3 separate regions of the Mus musculus genome follow, and all the other regions are linked to region 3. Evidence: chromatin contacts called from public HiChIP or PLAC-seq and promoter capture Hi-C data. All regions are on one chromosome and are shown on one strand. The core of a region is the stretch at or near the end of the contact, and the rest is flanking DNA. Distances in the headings are between cores, read along the strand shown.

Region 1 (3,729 bases), core at 198-2,697, 190 kb after region 3:
GAGGGAGAGAGGACATGAGTAGCAGGATATGGGGACCATATGGGCAGGTTATTCTAAACTTTCTGAATTTGTCTTGAGGAGACACTGCTGGAAGCATGCATGGCTCCGGGAAGATGCTCTGCTTGTGGTGGGTCTCTGGGAAGAAGGGCTGGGCAGCAGGCAACAGAATGAGAGGCATGGGATGAGGTTTGGCAAAAGGACATTTGACTCTGAGATAGGCCACAGGGAAACAGAATCCTTACGAGCAACAGGAAACCAGAAGGTGGAACAAAATGGGAAGTGGAAGACACCAGGCAGTCCGTGTGGTCGCCATTATTCCAGGGTACCTATTGCTGCTGCCATCACATGTGGACATCCAGACTCCAGCTTCTTCATCAGACTCCAGCTTTTTCATTAGACTCCAGATTCGTCATCAGTTTCCCACTAGTAAATGTCTAGGGAGTTTCCAGGCCTTCAGCCTCACAGAGTGGCCGCAGCATGGCTCCTCCCCATTCAGAGATGGAGCTCTTGACCTGAGCAGCTACCAATTCTCTGCATCTCCACTATGCAGGCAGTCAGCTGATTACCCAGCCTCCAATCCTCTAAGCCAGTCTAATAAAAGCCCCCTTGAAAACCAGAGGCTCCAGGCTTCTTTGAACGGAGAGTGAATCACATTGGGACTGAGGGCGGGGGGAGCGGGAATTTGGTTGCACTTTAATTGCCAAGGCTGTACTACCTTTTCCTGTGAAGGGGGTAGAGGCTGAGGTGCATCAGCCTCAGAGTTCGTATGATGAAGGTCTGGCTGCCAGTCCCACCGAATGTGACTGAGTTTGGAGATAGGGTATTTAAAGTAAAGATGACAAATCTGACAGGAGGCCGTGAAGGGCTTTTGGCCAACTGAAATGAATGACTTAAACAAGGAGAAAAGTCCTGAGAAGGTGTCCCAGAAGAAAGCAACCCAGTGACACCTTGGGTCTGGAATATAGATTATACTCTTACAATATAGATTATAAGAAAGTAAATTCCTGTTATTTGAGCCACCCCACCCAGTCTGTTGGCCCCAGAAGACTGACACAGGTCTATGGAAAATGATCATTACTTTGATATCTTACAACAGGGCTGTGAGATGCTTAGAGCAGGCTTTTGTGAAAGCTGTGAGGAAGCAAAGAGGAACACAAGCCAAAAGGTGTAACATTGAGCTTCTAAGAAGAATATAAGCCGAAAGGTGTAGCACCGAGCTTGTAAGTGGGACTTCTTAAGACAATAACTAGACATGAAACGGTCTGCCCGAGGAGTCACATGGCTTTGAATTCCCCAGCCATCCCTTGCCTCCAGGGGGGAAACCTGTACTGCAACCACTGCCATTTGTCATAGATCCTTGTGCTCCTGTGTGTGCTGAGACCAGGGCTGGGACACAGAACCACAAGCAGCCTGTGGCTGGAATTTGTGGCTAAGCAAGCAGCAGTAGAAGCCAGATGTCGCAACCCAGGCTTGTCCAGAAGGCAGGCTGGACATCCATGGAATTCATGTGGTCACAGTATTGCATGCATGTTTTGGGAGAGCTGTGTGATGAATGGAGTGTTTATAAGCATTGGAGAGAAAGCTGTGTATTCCCACATTCCCATGGCCCTGACTGCAAGCTGTGAGCTGCAGGGCCTCCTTCCCATCAGCTGCGCATACAGAGTCCAACCAGGCTCTTTTTCTGACTTGAGAGGAACATTCTCTGGCAGAGACTAGGCCTGCAGGGTGCTCCAGGAAAGTCGCTTTGGGAGCAGGAATGGCCAGGTCTGGATAAACATAGTTCAGGCCCTCAGATATTTTGAACATGACTAAATAGCCAGCCACACAGCGCTTCATCAGAGCCCTTCAAATAGTTCATCTGAAGTCCTGGCTGTGATCCAGGCAGTTGCTGGTCAAATGCTAAATCTACTGTTCTAGAAACCAAACACCATAGTGTTTTAGCCTTATGGGATGAAAGCTAAGGCCCTGTGGCGTTGTTGCTAGACTTGGGGAGGGGAGTTCTCTACACTCCAAACTTCATTTTCTTGTTGTCCGAACTGGTGATAATATAATGAAGGTAAGTCTTCAGTGGCAGAACCCTAAGTTTTTAAATAGAGAGGCAAAGGAGGACTTTTGTTTGGGTATTATTGGAAAGTTCTCCAAGCCTATAGCCTCCATAGCAGCCACATCCAGGAAACACTGGAGGTGACGCTGGGGATAACAGTGATGAAGCTAATGAACTCTTGACCTATCAATGGGGCATAGTTGAAATACCCCAATTATCTCTTTATCTATCAGTGAGGCATAGTTGAAATACCCCAGTGACCTCTTGACCTACCAATGAAACATAGTTGAAATACCCCACAGTACTGGCTGCATTCTTTTCTTTTTTTGTTCTTTTCCTTCCTTCCTCCAATCTTCTTCCCTTTCTTATACCATGGTCTAGGAATCTAAGTGCAAGAATGGACACTAGCTAGCTATCATGATTGGAAATGATGCTGGATGGCTGCCGTACGGCCTTTCTCCACACAGGCACACTGCAGGATACATGGTGGCTTGGAGGGTCACTTTTCTAACTGTGCATTCATTCATTCATTCATTCACTCAACAAACACCTATTTTATTTCACACACCATAACTTAGCATACCCCCAAAGCAATAAGAGAGGCCTCAGTCATTCGTAAGCTTATAACATAGAAGGATGATCATAACGGAAAAACTAGGCCTCTCATTTGTTATTCCCGGCCTCATCAATCAGTGAGAAGCTCATAGGCCCGTGACATGCAGAGATGTTGATTTTGCTGAAATATGATATAAACTGCTTGACTGGGCACAGTGTAAAGTGTGGACTTCTGAGTAGGAAGCAGAATAAGGCAAGAGAAAGATGAGTTCTACTGCCTTCCCATCATTAATGCCTCAGAGAGAGATGTGACTGACTTTTCCTGGAGAGTCGCACTCACCCCAAGAAAGGAACCCACAAAAGACCAAAGTGTGGATACCACGAAAGTCCTATTTAATGATCAAATGACTTTTTATTGGGGTTACTTATAGGAATGCGGGTGAGGGGTTATTTACAAGCACAGAAATGACTCAAAGACAGCTGCATCACCAAAGGTCACCTCAGCGTGGTGACGGCTCACAGAGCAGGGAACCTGGGGCACACTGCACAGCCTGCAGGCAGTTCAACAGGCTGAAGAGCATTCTTTCCAGGTTGTCCTGTCCAGTTGTTCTGAGCCTCTTCCAGGCAGTTTGGCTGATTCCTGCTTGTTCCAGACTGCTTTGCTCTTTTGAGAGTGGCTCTTCCCAGCATTTATTCTTTACTCTCGGGAGGGAGGGGCCTAATGAATCTGGTCAGTTTCAGGGACTTCCTTAAATTATTTTGAGTTATTTAGTTTTTGTCTTAAGGAGTCTCCCTGGAGCTGAAAGTTTTAACCTGTGAAGAAACTGCTACATAAAAGAGATGCTTGGTTTTCTGTGGCAGTCACTAGTGCAGTTGCCTTAAATGTTAGAGCATCTCAGTGCTATTGCAAAGAACTACTGGAACTCAGAGCTAGCAGGAATTTATATTAATAGACATGAAACAAAATGAAGATCTCTGAGGCAGTAATTGTTCCTACCCAGACAGGAGAAGAATTTGAGAGAAAGAACAGATAGAATTTATGAGTACCAATGAGGAAAGTCATGTCATGCTCAGACAATATCTCTATGTATCACATGACATACCAGGTGGAAGATGTCAGGAGGAGACTC
Region 2 (3,505 bases), core at 233-2,732, 140 kb after region 3:
CTTTAGGCAAAGTTGTCTCAGTCAGCTCCATTGCCTCTCTATGTCCAAACCTCTGGTAAGTATCCTCCTCTGCTAAGCAGCACATGTGTGCATGCAAACCACAAATGTTGGTTGCTTAACTACTTTGTGGCAAGCACGATAAGGTGCAAGGATGATAATTACCTTTTAATTCTGGCAAACACTTGGCAATCATACAAGGGTATCTAACATATGTTTTTGTTTGTTTTGTTTTGTTTTTAAATTGATTGCTTCCCCCCTACCCCCCGTAAATAGAGTTGATCAATTTAACCCAATTTAACCAGGAAGTTTATAACACTTGTATGTTCATGCATTGCTTCAAAGACCAGGTTGTGCTGTGATTTCCCCTGTTTCTAAATCAAACACTGGATGACCAATGCTCAGTCCACATCATATTGAAGATGGTACAATACAGAGCATGAAAGATGACTCCATCTTCACTAGATCTCCGTTAAATTTGGTTCAGAAATTTCCAACTCTCAGGCCCCAAGAGGTAACATATCATGTTGGCAGCAGCTTGGGGGCATCACTGAAGCCCATCCTGAGTCCCGAGAATCAAGAAAAAGAAGTTTACTACACTTGAGAGGGAGATGGTTGCTTGGAAAGGCATCTCGAATCAGGATCAGGAGTTGCTGTCAGGAGGGAGAACAGGAAAAAGAGAAGGCTAGCAACGCAGTCCTGCGTGGGATATGACAGCCTCTGTGTAGCTTACCCAGTCATGCATCCAGACTAAGCATGGGACCGTCAGGTGGTCTCTGTAGTTACCCACCCCCGGCTTCTTGAGACAAGCATTCTGTGCTCATTGTCAGAAAGCCAAAGTCACTTAATGTGCACCCTGCTGGTACCACTCTAGCCGTCCCTGTTCACCTTCTTATGACTTCAGTTGGCACCAGCCTCTGCAATAACCAAGTTTCTAAATGGGTAAAACTGACGACCCACTCCCCTCTGCATGCCTATTGTCACATGTTAAGATCCCCTGGGAGCTGCCTCATCCTGGGAATGGCACACAAGGAACACCAAGAGTGATTAACTGGGGGGGGGGGGGGTGTCTTTCCTCTTAACAGTTACCAGTGTGAATTGTTAGGGCTGGCACAGCTAGGATGCCACCTCAAGGAGTATTAAATCCTCTAGGTCTGCATTTTAGGGATGCTCTACCACTGGGTGTGGCTAGGCCAATGACTGCCCCAACCCCCTCACCTGGTAAAAGAAATTTTATTAGGTCTTGGAAGGATGTGACAGTGATGGACTTGTAAGTAAAACATGTGGCGGTGTCGACAGAAATATTATTTGTGTTTACTGAAAACTTAAAAGAGGGAAGATCCCAAAGGTAGCTGGTGCGCCTTGGAATGGATAGGGAGTTCCAGTGCCTCCTGGACGCTCTAGTCTCCCAACACCCGCTATCCTTGCACGGTTACTACGCTCGTGAGCGTCCATAGCAACCGCCTAGGGCAGGGCTTCCCTGCTGGTACCCAATCCGCTTCCTACTAGGGACCCTGGCTGCGGTTGAGTGGTCCAAGGTTTGATGTCAAGTGGGGCTGGGCGAGCCAGCCTCTAGGGCCGCTGAGGGTCCACAGCGAGCACAGGTGAGTGATCTAGGAAAGTCCTGGCCCCCAGGGCTGCGGGATGTCTCACCCTCGGTCCCCAGGCAGCCCGGGTCTGCTGTCCCATCCTGTGGTCCACGGAAGGGGCATCCATCCTGTTTCTCACCTGCTTTTTCAGAGTATAGCTTGTGTCTGAAACCCAATCCCTCCTCTAAGGCTGCTTTCTCAGCCTAGGCTTCCAGGTAGCTTAGGGGAGGACTTGTTTCTGAAATTCAAACCAAGGCTAGTGTCCTCTGGTACTCCCTGTCTCTGGAGACTTTTTTTTTTTTTTTGGCGGTTAAAACCAAGTCTCTCAATACTGCCCTGGTACTTACAGTGTTGTAATAAGCAAATACTTGAGAAAGGAGAAACACTCTTTGCTTGGTTATTAAGAAAGGAAGCTGTGTTATGGATAGGTAAAAATATTTGATGAATCTAATAAAATATTCTATTCCTTTTATAAACAAAATATTTCGCACAATAATTCAGTGAATAACATCTGTATGCCAAGTCACCCTGTCCACCCCTTAAACGGTTACAAGGACAACCGTGACCTGCTTTGTGGCCCTCTTTTCCCAGGGTGCTCACCTACCAGAATTTAGTATATCCTTATATTCTGCATATTCTACACTTTTATCATGATATATCTAATCCAGATGCCAACACAGGTACTGCTTTAAGTGTATGCAATGATATGTAACAGACAATCTGCATCAAATGTGTTATGAATATACCTTACATCACCTATACAGCTGCTCTTTTAGTTTGCTCCCTTAAAACTACTGGAGAGTAATTCTTGGGCATTCTAATTGTTTCTGTATATGGGTGTCTCTGGGCAGACAGGTATGACAGTAAAAGTAGCTAGGGGTTTTCTTTCCCTTGCCCTGGGGAAGAATTCATTTGCATTTGTTTGTTTGTTTAAAGATAATTAAGTCTCTCCATGTTCTTATTTAACCTTAAAGCTGAAGTGTTTCATGTTGAAATTCAAGTCATGGCTTCTAATTTTGGTGTTTGTTTAAAAGACAAAATGTTTATATGATATGAAGAGAAGCTCTAGCTAAGTGTGGTATTTATTAACATGTATCTCTGGTCCCATCTGACCCTGGGTTAGCTACTGGAACCAGTGGACCTGGTTCTAGTCCTGTGGGTCTGTCTATGAAGCCGTCAAGCCTGTGCCTGCCACTGATCTGAGGCAGGGCGTGGAGCGAGGTAATGCAGTTTCTGGACTTGTGTCTTCTGGGGATGTTCTGTAAAGGTTTTTGCTCTTTTAAATATTTATGATCCTAAAGTCTTGACTAAAATATGCCGAGAAAATACATCCATTCAAGTCAAGCTCATCTTCTGAATTGTAAATGGATCTTTCCAGTATTTGTATTCTTGGTGGGGTCCATTGTATCTTTAGCAAATCAATATTTATAGTCGAGTACTATAGCACTTTCGGTATGTTAATACCTGTTGATCACACATTAAATGAATAAAGCCCAACACTGTTTGACTTTGTAGCACATCTCCTTTCTATTGTTAGTAACAAAATATAATGTATTTATTTATGTTTACTTATTGGAACCCTGGCTGGCCTGAAACTTGCTATGTATACCAGGCTGGTCTCAAAACTCATAGGAATCCACCTGCCTCAGCCTTCTAAGTACTGGAATTAAAAGCATGCACGTCACATCTGTATCCGAATGTCATTTAAAAAGCAAAAAGCCATGGTCTGGTCTAGGGCATGATCCCCATGCCTACTTCTATCTGTCTTCCCAAAGACCTTATTGAATTTCCATGCAAACAGAAGACAAATACAGTGTTAGCAAGTTTAGCAAGTGTTGCTCACACTTGCTTGGAGTGTGCCTGAGTTAGAATTTGGAGATCTAACACTGCAAAAGACACAATCGGCCAAGTGATCCAGA
Region 3 (3,914 bases), core at 1,253-3,752:
CTCTTCAACGATCTTCTCGGTTTTTCATTTCTTATTCAAGTGAATCTTGGCCTGTTCAGAAACCACAGGATTTCACTTATGCCTTCGATCTGCCCTGCTTGCTCCTTCTGTGTCACCAAACACCAGGAGCTGACAAAGACAAAGATGCCGTTAGCCAGAAGAAAGGGGGCATAGCATTTTGCATGTTGAAACAGTCCTTTCTGTAGATGTCTGCATGAGAAGCCTGTGCTGGTAGAGTCACATGCCACAGGGCCCCTCAGTCCCTGGTTCTGGGCTTCCTGGCAGTCTCAGCATCCTGGATGCTCAGCCAGGTCTCCCTTGATGGAGCCTGGACTGTGCTTGGGCTTCATACAGCTGTCAGGTCTGGTTTTCATGCTACTCATGGGGCCCCAGGTTGGGCCTCCTTGCTTGGCACTGGAACTTCATTCCTGGCTGTCTTATGACCTCCCCAGCCCTTCTCTCCCCCAACTGCCAAGAGATCTGATTCCATTTCCAAGACCTGGCATAACCCACTATATTCACAGCCTCCATACCACCCTGAAAACCCTTCCAATAACATTTCCTTAACTACAGTGGGCGCTTTCATTTCCTGATTTTTTCCTTTAAATTTTCCTGCTGACTAGGTGTTGCCAGACCGGTCACTTAAAAGTTAATTTACAGAGTCCCGAGCTTCCTTTAGGGAACACAAGCTGAGACGCCAAAATCTCTGTTTTTCAAAGAATGTGATGTTAAAAACCACCCGGCTGGGTCCCAGACTGTAATTTAAAAGAAAAAGAAAAGGAGGAGGAGGAGGAAGGGGAGGAGAAGGAGGACAGAGTGGGGGAGGAGGAGGAGGAGGAGGAGGAGGAGGAGGAGGAGGAGGAGGAGGAGGAGGAGATGACAACGATGATGACTACTACGAAGAACCACCACCACCACCACTACAACCACTACCGGAGTGTCCATGGGTTGAAGCGTTTTGATTTACACACCATTTTCTCCCAGATAATCCGAATTTTTCCAACCGAGTACATCACGCCAGTTACAAGAAACCATTCCTGCCCCACCTTAACCGCCTCCCGCCTTCCTTAAGCTTCTGGAAGCTGCCAGCAGATGGCGCTAGCCCACCTGATTTTTCCTTGTGTGGCCTTGGGAGTCAGACAGGGAGGTAGGTGGGGGAGAGGCCTGAAGTCAGAAGAACGCTGAGCCCAGGCCAAGATTTCTTCTGGCATCTGGAATGCATTAAAAACAACCCACAGAGCTGAATATAATTCTCCTTCGAAGAGAGTGGGGTGGGGAGAGAAGAAGAAGGAGGGAGGGAGAGAGGAAGACAGGAAAACAGAGCGGGGAGGGGAAGAGGGTTGAAAATGGCAGCGACAGGCAGAGAAGCCCGTGGGTCATCCTGGAGACGTGTGCCTCATCTCACTTGTCCATGACAGCTGCCAGCATTTCTGCTCTGGGTGAACAGGGCGACATGGTTGAGAGGAGGAAGCAAGCGACAACCAGAGGGTTCTGATAGGATGGTGGGAAGGGATTCCCAGCCTTCTCCAGCAGGCTCCTCCTCACTGGCTTGGCGGTATCTGCTCTTGAGGGCGCCTCCTCTGCACGCAGCCCTATCGGCTTAGAGCACAGCATACCCGTGCTTATGGAGGCTGTGAGCAGGTTGAATTCCAGGGACCGATCGGCCTTCTCTGCCACTAACCCTCACTCCTCCAACTTCCAATTCAATTTCCTTTTCTCCTGGGCCTTGACGGAAATAGTTTTTAATGGTTGCTCAACCGTGCCACCTAGTGCTTAGCAGATTCTGTGTGAAGAGCAAGCAAAAGACAGTGGGGACATACCATCTGGGAAGGAGGCAGCTAGCTGACTGTCAGTGGGGACCAGTCTTGGGTTTGCAGACCGGTTCTTCTTTTTACTCCTGATACCAAAGGACAAAGACACCCATTCCGCTAAGCTGGGAGAGAGCTGGGCCGGGTTGTGTCTGTCCACTGGGAGGCCATGCCGAGGTACTGAAGAGACCGTGCAGAGAGCTACCAGACAGAACTACCAGGCTGGGCTAAGCTGCCTCTGGGTGTCCTTTGTCCTTCACGGGAGCAGGTGTTGGGAGTCTGATTCTTGGTAAGCGGTATTGGGAGGTGATGTGGAAACTTTAGGTTCTACCTAGTGAGAAGGCTGCCACCGTGTGGTTTGTCCACCAGTACCATAGCACCCACCAGGAAGCCTATACTAGATGCTACCATCTTGTCATTGAACTTGTGAAACCTTGAACTAAAGAAATCTTTTTCCATAATAAGGTATGCAATCATGGGTGTTTCGTTTTAGCCACGGACAATTAACTACTAGTACAACCACCCTGTCAGACTGTCTAATTTCCATGAATTTAATCAAGGACATGGGCCACCAGGAATGGTGCTTTCACATACAACAGCTACCAGCAGGGTCTTAGAATCCTCCTGGCAGGGCTTGCTGAGTGACACAGCTGAGCCCCCAGCCTAACCTTGGAGCCCACTGCCATCTTCTTGCCCTTGTAATCCTACCAGCTGCCCTCCTGGCTCTTCCTGCTCCGGGCTTGCTGTCAGCCCCCTCATGCCATGCCACCCTCAGCCCCACCTCTCCTCTCCTCCTGCTCAGCCTCATGTAGACGTCTACAAAGAGCTGGCAGTGCTTCATGTTCATGTTCATTCTGGGGTCAACTCAAAGTAGTGACTGGCACCACGGACTGGAGCCAGTGTGAGAGGTCAGATCTTGTCCACTGCTGGGTAATTTGAGCCCGTTGTGTAAGCTGTCATAGCCTCAGTTTCCTCATAGGAAAAATGGGATGATGATAGCAGCTATGCCATTGGGTTGTTTTGAGGGCTGAGTTGACACATTTAAGTTGCTTACCCGGGACAAACACTTGATAATGGTTGCTGTTGTTAATAGCTCCCCTTTTCTCAAATCTGGTTGTCTTTAAGGAGTTCTGCTTTATGGGAAAGGGAATGTGGGTGGCTGTGTTAGTCTGTGCCTGGTCCTCTAGACTGATAGTTTCCAAACAGCAAAGTAGGTTTGGAAACATGTAACTACTCTCTTAGGATATATGAGGGAGCAGGGGACTTAACTTTCTGTGGCAGAGTTAACTGTCTATTCCCCAAACCCCATGACCTTTTCCCTCTTAGACACAAGCTAAACTACATTTCCTAGCCTCCCTTGTGAGACTTCATTCTGTGCAACTTAATCAGAGCCTCTGTGATACCAGAGTGCTGCTCGCTGTCCAGTCCTCAAGGCTGGCTTCGTCTCCATCTTTCATTTGATTGAAGAGGACACCAAAGTTCTGGGAGAGATGAGACAGAAGGGTCCCCTGTTCAGAGGGATGAGAGAAGCAACTCCAAGCAAAGAAAGACAAACTTTACCCCGTTAAGCCCATAAAATGTATCTTAGGATCATTTTATACTAAGCCAACGTGTTAAAATAAATTTTGCGATGTTATCTGTTAATTTTTCTGTCTTAGGGTGTTCAAGTTTTAATATGTATCGAAAGATGAAGAAGTTCACATTTACAAGTCAATGCTCAACATTTTAATAACGTATGAACATCTGGGGTCTCCTCTCTGTGGTATTTGAGTGACTTAAGCCCTCCTGCAGGCAGGTGCACACACAATTGGTGACCTTTGGAAACACTCTGCCATCTTTTCATTTCTCTGTGTGACCTACTGTCACCTGGAGAAAGCTCAGGGAAGATGATCAAGAAGTCAAGTGAAACAGTTTGCCGAGGGTCTTAAGTGGGTTGGAGGAATAGCTTAGCATGTCCTGTAGGACAGTAGAGTAAGTATGGCTGACAGCAGTTAATTTCACAATAACACAGGGGATTTTGAATGTTCGTGATGCAAAGAAATGATAGCTTTTTAGGGTGGTGGCCTGTGCCAACCGCCCCCACTAACCATTATATACCAATATCAC

The links. HiChIP or PLAC-seq counts read pairs in DNA pulled down with a chosen protein or histone mark. Capture Hi-C pulls out chosen DNA fragments and counts their contacts.
Region 1: a contact with region 3 is called in an H3K27ac HiChIP or PLAC-seq map of trophoblast stem cells, with 15 read pairs. The contact joins the enhancer-like site here to the promoter of Tvp23bos in region 3. A contact is called at or near these places in 20 of 39 promoter capture datasets (the 3T3-L1 cell line, the C10 cell line, the HPC-7 cell line and 12 more), 52 of 484 Hi-C or Micro-C datasets (the AML12 cell line, B cells, the Ba/F3 cell line and 35 more), 16 of 115 datasets of contacts at active chromatin or transcription factors (bone marrow-derived dendritic cells, bone marrow-derived macrophages, craniofacial prominence and 12 more) and 5 of 9 other capture datasets (adipose tissue, embryonic stem cells, liver and 2 more).
Region 2: a promoter capture Hi-C map of adipose tissue shows a contact between it and region 3, with 4 times the contacts expected there. The contact joins the promoter of Tekt3 here to the promoter of Tvp23bos in region 3. A contact is called at or near these places in 13 of 39 promoter capture datasets (the 3T3-L1 cell line, the HPC-7 cell line, HPC-7-derived erythroid cells and 8 more), 6 of 484 Hi-C or Micro-C datasets (the BV-2 cell line, the G1E-ER4 cell line, bone marrow-derived macrophages and 2 more), 9 of 115 datasets of contacts at active chromatin or transcription factors (T-cell acute lymphoblastic leukemia, bone marrow-derived macrophages, craniofacial prominence and 5 more) and 3 of 9 other capture datasets (adipose tissue, bone marrow-derived macrophages and liver).

Annotation. Positions count from the first base shown.
Region 1 is chr11:63,113,719-63,117,447 of GRCm38.p6, forward strand. All of the region lies in intron 2 of Gm36926 (a long non-coding RNA gene), which reads right to left. Among named protein-coding and RNA genes, the nearest start is that of Gm36926, 3.7 kb to the right of the region's middle. Within about 2 kb of position 1,448, at least 67 of the 459 cell types and tissues checked have an H3K27ac peak or open chromatin away from gene starts, as enhancers often do. A contact at or near this core is called in adipose tissue, adipose-derived mesenchymal stem cells, beige adipocytes and 4 more, where this site is marked.
Region 2 is chr11:63,060,177-63,063,681 of GRCm38.p6, forward strand. It overlaps Tekt3 (tektin 3), which reads left to right and starts at 1,483. Exons shown (of 8, transcript NM_027660.1): 1 at 1,483-1,601.
Region 3 is chr11:62,920,129-62,924,042 of GRCm38.p6, forward strand. Tvp23bos (a long non-coding RNA gene) reads right to left here and starts at 2,503. Exons shown (of 3, transcript XR_388723.3): 1 at 1,108-2,503; 2 at 1-129.